2 separate regions of the Mus musculus genome follow, and region 1 is linked to region 2. The links are chromatin contacts, called in public Hi-C maps. All regions are on one chromosome and are shown on one strand. Each heading gives the region's core, a stretch centred on a gene start, on an enhancer-like site or on the middle of the called end of the contact. The rest is flanking DNA. Distances are from core to core; before and after follow the strand shown.

Region 1 (5,229 bases), core at 499-2,998, 52 kb before region 2:
ACTGCGGGGTGGGCGGAGCATGCTGGGATGGGCGGAGCATACAGGGATGGGCGGAGCATGGCACCGGGCACAGTGGCTACAGTAGAACACTGAGAACATACACCTGGAGCCACCAGCAGACATGCATGAATCGAAGAGGACATAATCTGAATACTGCACAACTCTGAAACGTCAAAGATCATACATCCTCCTTCAGGGCCGTACCTCCTAAACCTACCCAAACAGCACTCCAACTAGGAACCGAGAATTCAGGCATCGGAGCCTGTGGAGGGGGGCGGCATCCTCATTCAAGCCACAACACCTTTACCTATGTATTAATTCAGCATTTACTGGGGATCAAACCCAGCCTGCTGCATGCCACACCCCAGTCCTGCCTTCTTGTTTATATGAAAAAATCTCATTATTGGAGCCCAGGCTGGCCAGACTCAAGATCCTTCTAACTCAGACCTTCGAGTGCCAAAATAGATTTTTTAATAGTAACCAAGGCTGTGGGCGTAGCTCAGCAACAGAGCATTTGCCTGGCAAGATGCTCGGCAGTAGTAAGGAGCACCTGCTGAGTATGTGCGAGGGAGGACCTAGAATCAAGAAAGAGTCACCTGACAATGAAATGCTGTCCCTTGCCCAGATTCTAAACACAGCTACACAGCTTACTGTGTGGTCCAGCCAAAGAAAAGAAGGAAAGATTGCTGCCATTTGAGTCCAGAAGAACCTCTTCCTCCAGCAAAGGCTGTAACTGAGATGCATCCTACGTTAGAGTTCACACCAAGCATGTCTATTGCCCTCTGGGAAATCAAAACATGGTGTCCCACAGTGTCCAGGGTGCCCAACCACCTGCTTTTATTTACTGCACACCAGATCAGGATCTACCCTAATTATTGAGCAATGGTGGGTAGCAAAAAAACCTTACCCCAGCAACAACTTCACCCTAAAGGGGATCCTAAGGATCTTAATTCAAACATCCCAAGATGACTTCTCTCATGCAATTTCAGCGACCTTTCACCCTTTCACCCCACATCTCCAGGTCAGAGGCTGCAGGTCCCTACTGCACATACCCTTGAGCCTTACCCTCAGGCTATGGGACACAGTGATGCTGGGGACTGTCTCCTGTCTTGGCCGAAGATTCACTCAAGTTGGGCGGCTGCTCAATGCTCTGTGTCTAGGGACACCCATCGAAGTTGGGGGACTTTTTGCTGCCTTGTGTCTGGGGATAACCATTGAAAGGGAAGGCTGCATGCCGCTGAATCTATGCCTGAGAACACCTAGGGCATAGGTTGAGGGGCTGCTTCTGTCTGTGCCTAGGGGCCACCTGCAAATTTGTGGGTGCTTCTTGCTTCCCCCATGTCCATAGACACTCACTAAAGCGGGGGGTCGGGTAGGGGTTGCTGGGCCTAGAGAAGGAAACACCGGCCAGATTTGGGGGCAACTGAAACTGAAGTTGGGAGCTCCTTGCCGTCCTGTGCCAGAGACAGCGCTGAACTGGTGTTGGGGGGTGGTTACTCGCTGCCGTCTGTCACTGTGCGCAGTCCCGCAAACCCAGGGTGGGGTTTAGCTACTTCGGGGACCTGGGTAGAAGTGCAACTTTTAAAGCAAAGAAGCAACCCGTGCAAGCGGCCTGGGACGGGACTTGGGGTCGCCGTGCTCACTCACCGAGGGACCGGGCGCCATCCGCCGTCTGCGTCCGCCAGTTGTCCCGCGCCCCCCGCGCGCCCCGCGCGCCCCGCCCGCGATGCGCTCCCACCCCGCCCGCCAGGGAAGCCCCTCCCACCTCACCATGATTGGCCGGAACCGGCCGTGCTTCGTGCTCATTGGCCAGCGTTCCTGCCCGTTCCTCGGCCGCGCCCGACCCTCGCGCCAGCGCATTCCTGCGAGGCCACGTGGCCATCAGCCCCCCTCCCCTCCCCGCCCCGCCCCCAGCCTAACGCCCCGCGCCGTGAGTAGGAGGGATGCTGCCTACCTTGCGCCCCCGGGGACAGAGGGGGCACAGAAAGGACACCAGCTTGTAGTGCCCCAGAGTGGACGCTTCTCCCCTCAGACTCCTGGTCACTGGGAAATGGCGCGGGGCCAGATTGTGTCTCCCGATCATCCGCCCTCTGTTAGACACTGGGAGCTGCGCTGTCGCTGGCAGGGAACACAAGACAGACACTCCACCCATCGTGACCCCAGAGTCTGCTTGCTCTCTGCAGATCCTGGTCAGGGCTCCTGTGGGAAGGGGGCACTGAACAACACTTCACTCCATCTCTGGCCCTTCTCCCCCTGACCACCTCTCCCATCTTGGGTCCCACGGGCAGTGGGGCACAGAACGGATACCACACCCAGCATCCACTGTTCCTTACAGACCTACAAAGTAGGGGATGCCAGGAGAACAACCCATCCGACCTAGAGCCACCCTGCCAGCCTAGGCGGTCCTGGCTGGTCAGGGTCAGGGGCTCCTCGTCCCGCCAAGTACAGGAAATAGAAATGCCGACCAACCGTGACCTCAGCTCAATACCTTTCCAGGCGCTATTACAGCTTGCCTGTCACCGGGAGGCTCTTGTTTGCTGAACCGGAGTTCCAGCTTTCCATAGCTCTCTAAATGCAGGAAGCGATGCTGGAGAGAGCTTAGCTAGCCTTTCTGCTCATGGCTGAGCCTGGAAAGGGAGGCGCTGTGAAGACCAAGAATGTGGGCCTTGGTGATATTAAAGGCCTGCAGGTGTCTGCATAGAAAAGTGCTGGGATATTCTGGAAGAGCCCTTCTGGGCAGTTGAATGTGCTTAGCACGAACCTTTGTTTTGTGCATGTAGAGGGAAGCAAATCATTAAATTATTAAAGGAAAGCAACACCCATCAAAGTGCTAACTGGTACACGGCTAGGGCACATAGCAAACATGTTCCCATACTGGACTGTCACATCTCCCACCAACATGGTTCATAGAAGTTGCGGAAACCCCGGGGTTCTTAAGTCTCTAAGTCCACTCAGTTACAGAATGAGTTCAGAGAGAGGTTTGTTCCACAGTAAGTGTCTATAGAGCTGGTATGCTCTGTAGCTAGACATTTCTCAAACAGACTATGACTAGGTAGGTCAGATTATAGCCTAGGTACGGTGACACCTCATAGCTGTTTGGAAGTAGCATTCACTAAAGTTACAGGAGTGGACTGTGTTGAACTCTCAGACCTGTCTGAAATGACAAGACATTCCTGTTGTCTCTGTGGAAGACCTTTGGGTAAAGTACCCAAAGAACTCCCAGACTAGAGTCGTGAAGGACATTTTCTAAGGAGCGTTGTGAGAGGAAATAGGTCTGTACTACAGTGTTCTCCGCTGGAGTAGAGAGCACACAGCATCCTCTCTCCCCCCAAGGCTGTAGACGAGAGAAGGATTACATTAGGAAGCCTCGGGATGAAGCTAGTCAGAAAGGAGTTGGACCGGCTCAAGTCCTGACCAATCTATTATAGTATCACACATTACCACGTCTGTAAGTCCACAGGCAGGAATCTGAGACTTTCTGTTTTAGGTCTTCTTTGACCCATGGGATACTAAGAACAGTTAGTTAGGCTTCATTATCAAACACTGAGGGATTTTCTTTTAATTAGTATGTAAATGCACCCATAAATACATAAATATATGTGCTTACATATGTAAAGCTTAATTCCACTGTATGATTTTAACCTTTAAGCCTCATGACGACACTGCATGCCTGGTACTGTGAGCATCGCAGATGACCTGTGAGCACTGAGCTGCGTGTATAACAGAGTCAAACCCACACTCTGCATTTGCCGACGTAATGTTCTGTGGCTGTCAGTTGGGTCACGCCCATGGCCATTTGTTGATGTGTCAGATGCTGAGAATGGTGTATTACAGATGTCAACTCTCTCCACCCATTCGGCATTGCCCTAAGCATGTAAACAGCGTTACCAAGTAAACCAGCTGGTGTAAGGATGGGGGTTACAGAAAATACGCATATTAAAAATTTAGTATTGGAATCAAATGAAATAACTTTAAAGTTTCTAGAAGAAAACGTGGGAGAATATCCTACTGATCTCCTGAAAGGAAACAAAACACACGAAACTCTCAAAACAAAACAAAAACCCACTAAATGGCCTTAATCAAGACTTAAAATTCCCACTCACCTCAGGGCATGGTTAAAGTGAAAGGACAAGCCACACTTTGGGTAGATATTGTTACCACACTGTTAGGGATTGTGTGTGAGATGCACCCTCCCCCGCTACAGGTTCATGTGTTTCAGAACTTGGTCCCCAGTAGTGGTACTGTTGTGGGAAGATGGTGAATCTATAGAGTATGGGGTCTAGATGAAGGAAGAGGGTTAGTAGGAGGGTGGGCCTTGGGATATATATTCAAACCCTCCTCCCTGCTCTATTGATTGCTCAGGACCATGTAATTAGCAGCTACCACATACTCCCACCGAGGAGCCACCAATCACCATGCCTTCCCCAACACAGCAGACTGTGTCCCTTTAAACCATGAGCCAAAAAGCCCTCTTCTTTTAAGTCCCCTCTAGTTAGTGATCAGAAAAGAAACTAATACATACAAATACTTTTATGTCCCTCCCCCCATTGGTGCCTTTGTCCATTTCATGTTGCTGTGATGATGATGTCTAAGAACAGGCCATCTGTAGTAACCAGAAATCAGTTACTTATAGTTCTGGACATTACTTATGGACCAAGCTCTCCCATGTTCTAGTCTGCTCTCTACTTTTATGATAAGTGACTGAAAGCGACCTGGTGAAGAAAGGGTTAATTTCAGCTTAGACCTCCCAGGTCATGATCCTTCATGGAGGGAAATTAGGACGGGGATTTGATGGTGGTACCTGAGGCACGGGACCAACAGGGACGTCTGCACAGGGGTAGGAACGAGCCTAGGGAGCTAGCTTGAGGAGGGTTTGTACTAAGGAGGATCGTGTTTTGAAGTGGGCAGGTGGTCTTTGGAATAGCATAGGGGTGTGATTACCCGGGGGGGGGGGGTGAAATATGGGTTCAGGTGGGAAGCAGTGTTTGCCCTCCTGATAGTGACGGAGACTTCTGAGTTGTGGCTGCAGACTTCTAAACTCACTGGGATTCCGGGCGCAATTGTGTGTAGTCTGTCTTCTCCTGCAAAGCCACGAAGACAGTGAGGGGAACCACCTGGAGCCATGTCGGGTTTTTTTGGTGTTTTTTTTTTTTTTTTGTCTGAATCTTATGGTGAGCCACCCTCTCAGCTAACGCTGGAGCTGACACGTGAATCCCATGGCTGTTTCTA
Region 2 (4,771 bases), core at 2,233-4,732:
ACAGGGAAAAAAATTCCTGAATAGAACAGCAATGGCTTGTGCTGTAAGATCGAGAATTGACAAATGGGACCTCATAAAATTACAAAGCTTCTGTAAGGCAAAAGACACCGTCAATAAGACAAAAAGGCCACCAACAGATTGGGAAAGGATCTTTACCAATCCTAAATCAGATAGGGGACTAATATCCAATATATAAAAAGAACTCAAGAAGGTGGACTCCAGAAAATCAAATAACCCCATTAAAAATGGGGCTCAGAGCTAAACAAAGAATTCTCACCTGAGGAATACCAAATGGCTGAGAAGCACCTGAAAAAATGTTCAACATCCTTAATCATCAGGGAAATGCAAATCAAAACAATCCTGAGATTCCACCTCACACCAGTCAGAATGTCTAAGATCAAAAATTCAGGTGACAGCAGATGCTGGCGAGGATGTGGAGAAAGAGGAACACTCCTCCATTATTGGTAGGATTGCAAGCTCGTACAACCACTCTGGAAATCAGTCTGAGGGTTCCTCAGAAAATTGAACATAGTACTACGGAAGGATCCCGCAATACCTCTCCTGGGCATATATCCAGAAGATGTTCCAACTGGTAAGAAAGACACATGCTCCACTCCACTATGTTCATAGCAGCCTTATTTATAATAGCCAGAATCTGGAAAGAACCCAGATGCCCCTCAACAGAGGAATGGATACAGAAAATGTGGTATATTTACACAATGGAGTACTACTCAGCTATTAAAAAGAATGAATTTATGAAATTCCTAGCCAAATGGATGGACCTGGAAGGCATCAACCTGAGTGAGGTAACCAAATAACAAAAGAATTCACATGATATGTAGTCACTGATAAGTGGATATTAGCCCAGAAATGTAGAATACCCAAGATACAAGATACAATTTGCAAAACACAGGAAACTCAAGAAGAACGAAGACCAAAGTGTGGACACTTTGTGCCTTCTTAGAATTGGGAACAAAACACCCATGGAAGGAGTTACAGAGACAAAGTTTGGAGCTGAGATGAAAGGATGGATCATCTAGAGACTGCCACACTCAGGGATCTATCCCATAGTCAGTCTCCAAACGCTGATACCATTGCATACACCAGCAAGATTTTGCTGAAAGGACCCTGATATAGCTGTCTCCTGTGAGGCAATGCGGGGGCCTAGCAAACACAGAAGTGGATGCTCACAGTAAGCTATTGGATGAATCACAGGGCCCCCAATGGAGGAGCTAGAGAAAGCACCTAAGGAGATAAAGGGGTCTGCAATCCTATAGGTGGAACAACAAAATGAACTAACCAGTACCCCCGGAGTTCGTGTCTCAAGCTGCACATGTAGCAGAAGATGGCCTAGTCGGCCATCATTGGGAAGAGAGACCCCTTGGTCTTGCAAACTTTATATGCCTCTGTTCAGGGGAATGCCAGGACCAAGAAGTGGGAGTGGGTGGGTAGGGGAGTGGGGGACTTTTGGGATAGCATTTGAAATGTAAATGAAGAAAACACCTAATTTATAAAATACATCTGTTCTGAAAAAAAAGATTTTATTTATTTTAAATATATCTGAGTACACTGTAGTTGTCTTCAGACACACCAGACAAGGGCATTGGATCCCATTACAGATAGTTGTTAGCCACCATGTGTTTGCTGGGATTTGAACTCAGAACCTCTGGAAGAACAGTCAGTGCTCTTAACTGCTGAGCCCTCTCTCCAGCCCCATATAACTGATTCTTATTAACGTCCTACCTTAAGACCAAACACAAATGTGTAGTAAGTGGGAAACCACAGTTTTACACACTTTTCCACTGTACATAAGACAGCTTTGTCTCTCTACTACATCCTCTGCCTCTACATCTCCGTTTTTTGTTCTCCTTTCTTTCCCCGGTGTGTAGAATGGTGCAGATGGTTGGCTCAAGCTAATGGACTCAATGAAATGGCTAATGATGCAAAATGAGATCAAAATCTTCACTCAGAGAGCAGGGGAGCCTATGTGGGGACTCCAGGAGGTGCACAGTACCATGTGTGTACCCCAAACATGCATCCCTGCCAGGGTAACTTGTCCCTGTGCAACAGCAGAAGCAGAGAGCCTGTCCTTCATCAGTGCCCATTGGTGAGAATTTTCCATGTACAAAATAGCAGGGAAGAGGTCGAGATGTATTAGTTTATGTGTGTGTTTTGTTCCTCAAGCAGGTTTGTATGATGAAGTCCAAAAGTCAATGTTGGTGACATGCCTTGATTACCCCTTGATTAGACATGACACTGCTTCTCAACCTGTGGGCTTTGACCCCCACAGGGGTCACATATCAGATACTCTGTCTGTCAGATATTTATATCATGATTCATAGCAGTCACAGAATTACAGTTATGAAATAGGAATGAAATAATTTTATGGCTGGGTGCGGTGGTTTGAGCATGATTGGCCCGTGGAGTGGCACTATTAGGAGGTGTGACCGTGTTGGAGGCAGTGTGTCTCTTTTTGGGTAGGCAATGAGACCCTTCTCCTAACCACATGGGAGCCACTCTTCCCTTTTCCACCTTCAGATGAAGAGGTAAAACTCTTAGCTCCCTTTCCAGGACCAGTCTGCCTGGATGCTGCCATGCTCCTGCCTTGATGATAATGGACTGAACCTGTAAGCCAGCCCCAATTAAATGTTGCCCCTTATAAGAGTTGCCTTGGCCAGGGTGTCTCTTCTCAACAGTGGAAACCCTGACTAAGACACTGGGGCTCCCCACAACATGAAAAATTGTATTAAAGGATTGCAGCATTAGGAAGGCTGAAAACCACTGAGACAGAGTCTCTCACTGAATCCAGAGCTCACTGACTAAGTAGGTTGGCAGGCTGGCAAGCTCTGGAGATGTGTCTCTGTCCCTTGTCATCTAGCTTTGGAGTTACCGGCATGCATACACCACCACACTGAACTTTTACACGGGTGTGGGGGGACCTGAACTCAGGTCCTTCTAGATGGATGGGAGCCACTTTACTGACTAAGCCCTTCCTGGTCAAGCTGCTGTTTTGAGATATGATCTCATGTAGCCTAGGTTGACCTTGAACTTCATTATTGCCTTGAACTTCATTATTGCCAAGGGCAACCTTGACCTTCAGCCTCCACTTCCCAAGTGCTGGAACTATAGGCTTTCCTCACAATACTCAGATTACTGCTTAGTAAGAGTTAAAATGAAAAGATTTCAGCCATTCCTTACTCTATGTCTCATACTTATTTTCTTATTATTCTGTTGTGAAACAGACTTTCTATGCCAATGCTTGCCACTTCCGACAAGTTACCAGAGATAATAAATATTTCATACTCGGCAGGCAGCTATGACCGGCAGCTTATATAAAAACCAATCATATTTAGAAACACAGTGTTTTTTTTTTTTAAATTCCTGCTTATTCAAGATCTTTGAACAAAACCCCAAATAAAGATAAAATCGGCTGATGTAATTAAATTATTGCAGTTCCTGTTTCTGATTGTAGCAGAAGCCCAGGCAGAAGGAAATCTGTGGCTTGGGATGTTGGCACAGTGCCCTCTTGTGAGAAGTCCTTGGTGTAGCAGAGGGTTTGTTTTTGTTTTTGTTTTGTTTGTGTGGGTATGTGTTGTTGTTTTTTTTTTAAACTTGTACCTGAAGTTAGTGGTTCTCAACCTTCCTAATACTGCGTGCGACCCTTTTATACAGTTCCCCATGTTGTGACCCCCAACCATAAAATAATTTTCTTTTCTACTTCATAAGTGTAATTTTACTCCTGAGTGGTGTCTCCATTCCTAAGAGCATCAGAAATATGTGTTTCCCCCGTGGTTGTTACCCATAGGTTGAGAACTGCTGTAAGTTCATTATTCAGGGCTCAAAATTATCCTTAGACATCTGATAAAATGTTTGACTTCAGAAATAAACCTGTGGCCTGGGGCAGTGGCACAAACCTTTAATCCCAGCACTCAGAGGCAGAGGCAGGCAGATTTCTGAGTTCAAGGCCAGCCTGGTCTACAGAGTGAATTCCAGGACAGCCAGGGCTACACAGAGAAACCCTGTCTTGCACCCTGCCCCTCCCAATAAAAAAGGAAGAAAGAAACTTGTTTCTGAGTTGCTGGCCACTCATAAATCTTCCTTACACAGATGTCTTGGTGTTAGTTTCTTAATTCCAATGAAGAGTTCCTGCGTTATTTCTTCATGATTCTATTTCTTCACGTGGGAAAGCCCAGCCCAGCACCTAAGAATGAGCTGGGGGAAGAATGAACCTCAAATCCAGTTTCCTGCCTCATCTCTGAGAGCTTCCATGGATCATGCTGTAGACAGAACTGAACTAAGGATATTAACACAAGCAGTTGCTAGTGCGGCTCATGGATATAAAGCCTTTAGAAAATTCTGGAGTGTCCAGAATATCTCATGCAATTACATCTTCAGAAATATATTTATTAATTCCAGGAAAAAAACAAGTACCAAAAAAAAAGAAAAAAGAAAAACAAACAAAAAACCAAAAAACCCCCAAAACAACTGAAACCAAATTAAAAAACCCACCTTTCAGATACAGATTAAATAACTTACTGCACTGAAGCTTTTGAAAACAATTATATTTACTGGAAGCACAGGAGTCATTGAAAGCCTGGCCTAGAGTTCCTTCTTCCTCAGGAAAGAGGGAGCAGTCCCAAGATGCATCTGAAGCTGTGAGCAGCAGCCCATGCCTGCAACCCTATCATTCTGATGAGGCAGGAGGATGTCAGCCTCAGACCAGCCTGGCTCTAAGGTGAGACACTATGCAACTACAAAAGGACTAGACATT

What was found. Hi-C and Micro-C count contacts between places; a contact is called where the count stands out from the background.
Region 1: a Hi-C map of bone marrow-derived macrophages shows a contact between it and region 2, with 4 times the contacts expected there. The contact joins the promoter of Arhgef10 here to the enhancer-like site in region 2. A contact is called at or near these places in 4 of 39 promoter capture datasets (the 3T3-L1 cell line, embryonic stem cells, liver and 1 more), 14 of 484 Hi-C or Micro-C datasets (8-cell embryo, the G1E-ER4 cell line, the N1E-115 cell line and 9 more), 3 of 115 datasets of contacts at active chromatin or transcription factors (bone marrow-derived dendritic cells, bone marrow-derived macrophages and embryonic stem cells) and 1 of 9 other capture datasets (adipose tissue).

What each region holds. Positions count from the first base shown.
Region 1 is chr8:14,908,182-14,913,410 of GRCm38.p6, reverse strand. Arhgef10 (Rho guanine nucleotide exchange factor (GEF) 10) reads right to left here and starts at 1,748. Exons shown (of 29, transcript NM_172751.3): 1 at 1,648-1,748.
Region 2 is chr8:14,858,327-14,863,097 of GRCm38.p6, reverse strand. No RefSeq gene overlaps it. Among named protein-coding and RNA genes, the nearest start is that of Cln8, 28 kb to the left of the region's middle. Within about 2 kb of position 3,482, at least 15 of the 459 cell types and tissues checked have an H3K27ac peak or open chromatin away from gene starts, as enhancers often do. A contact at or near this core is called in adipose tissue and bone marrow-derived macrophages, where this site is marked.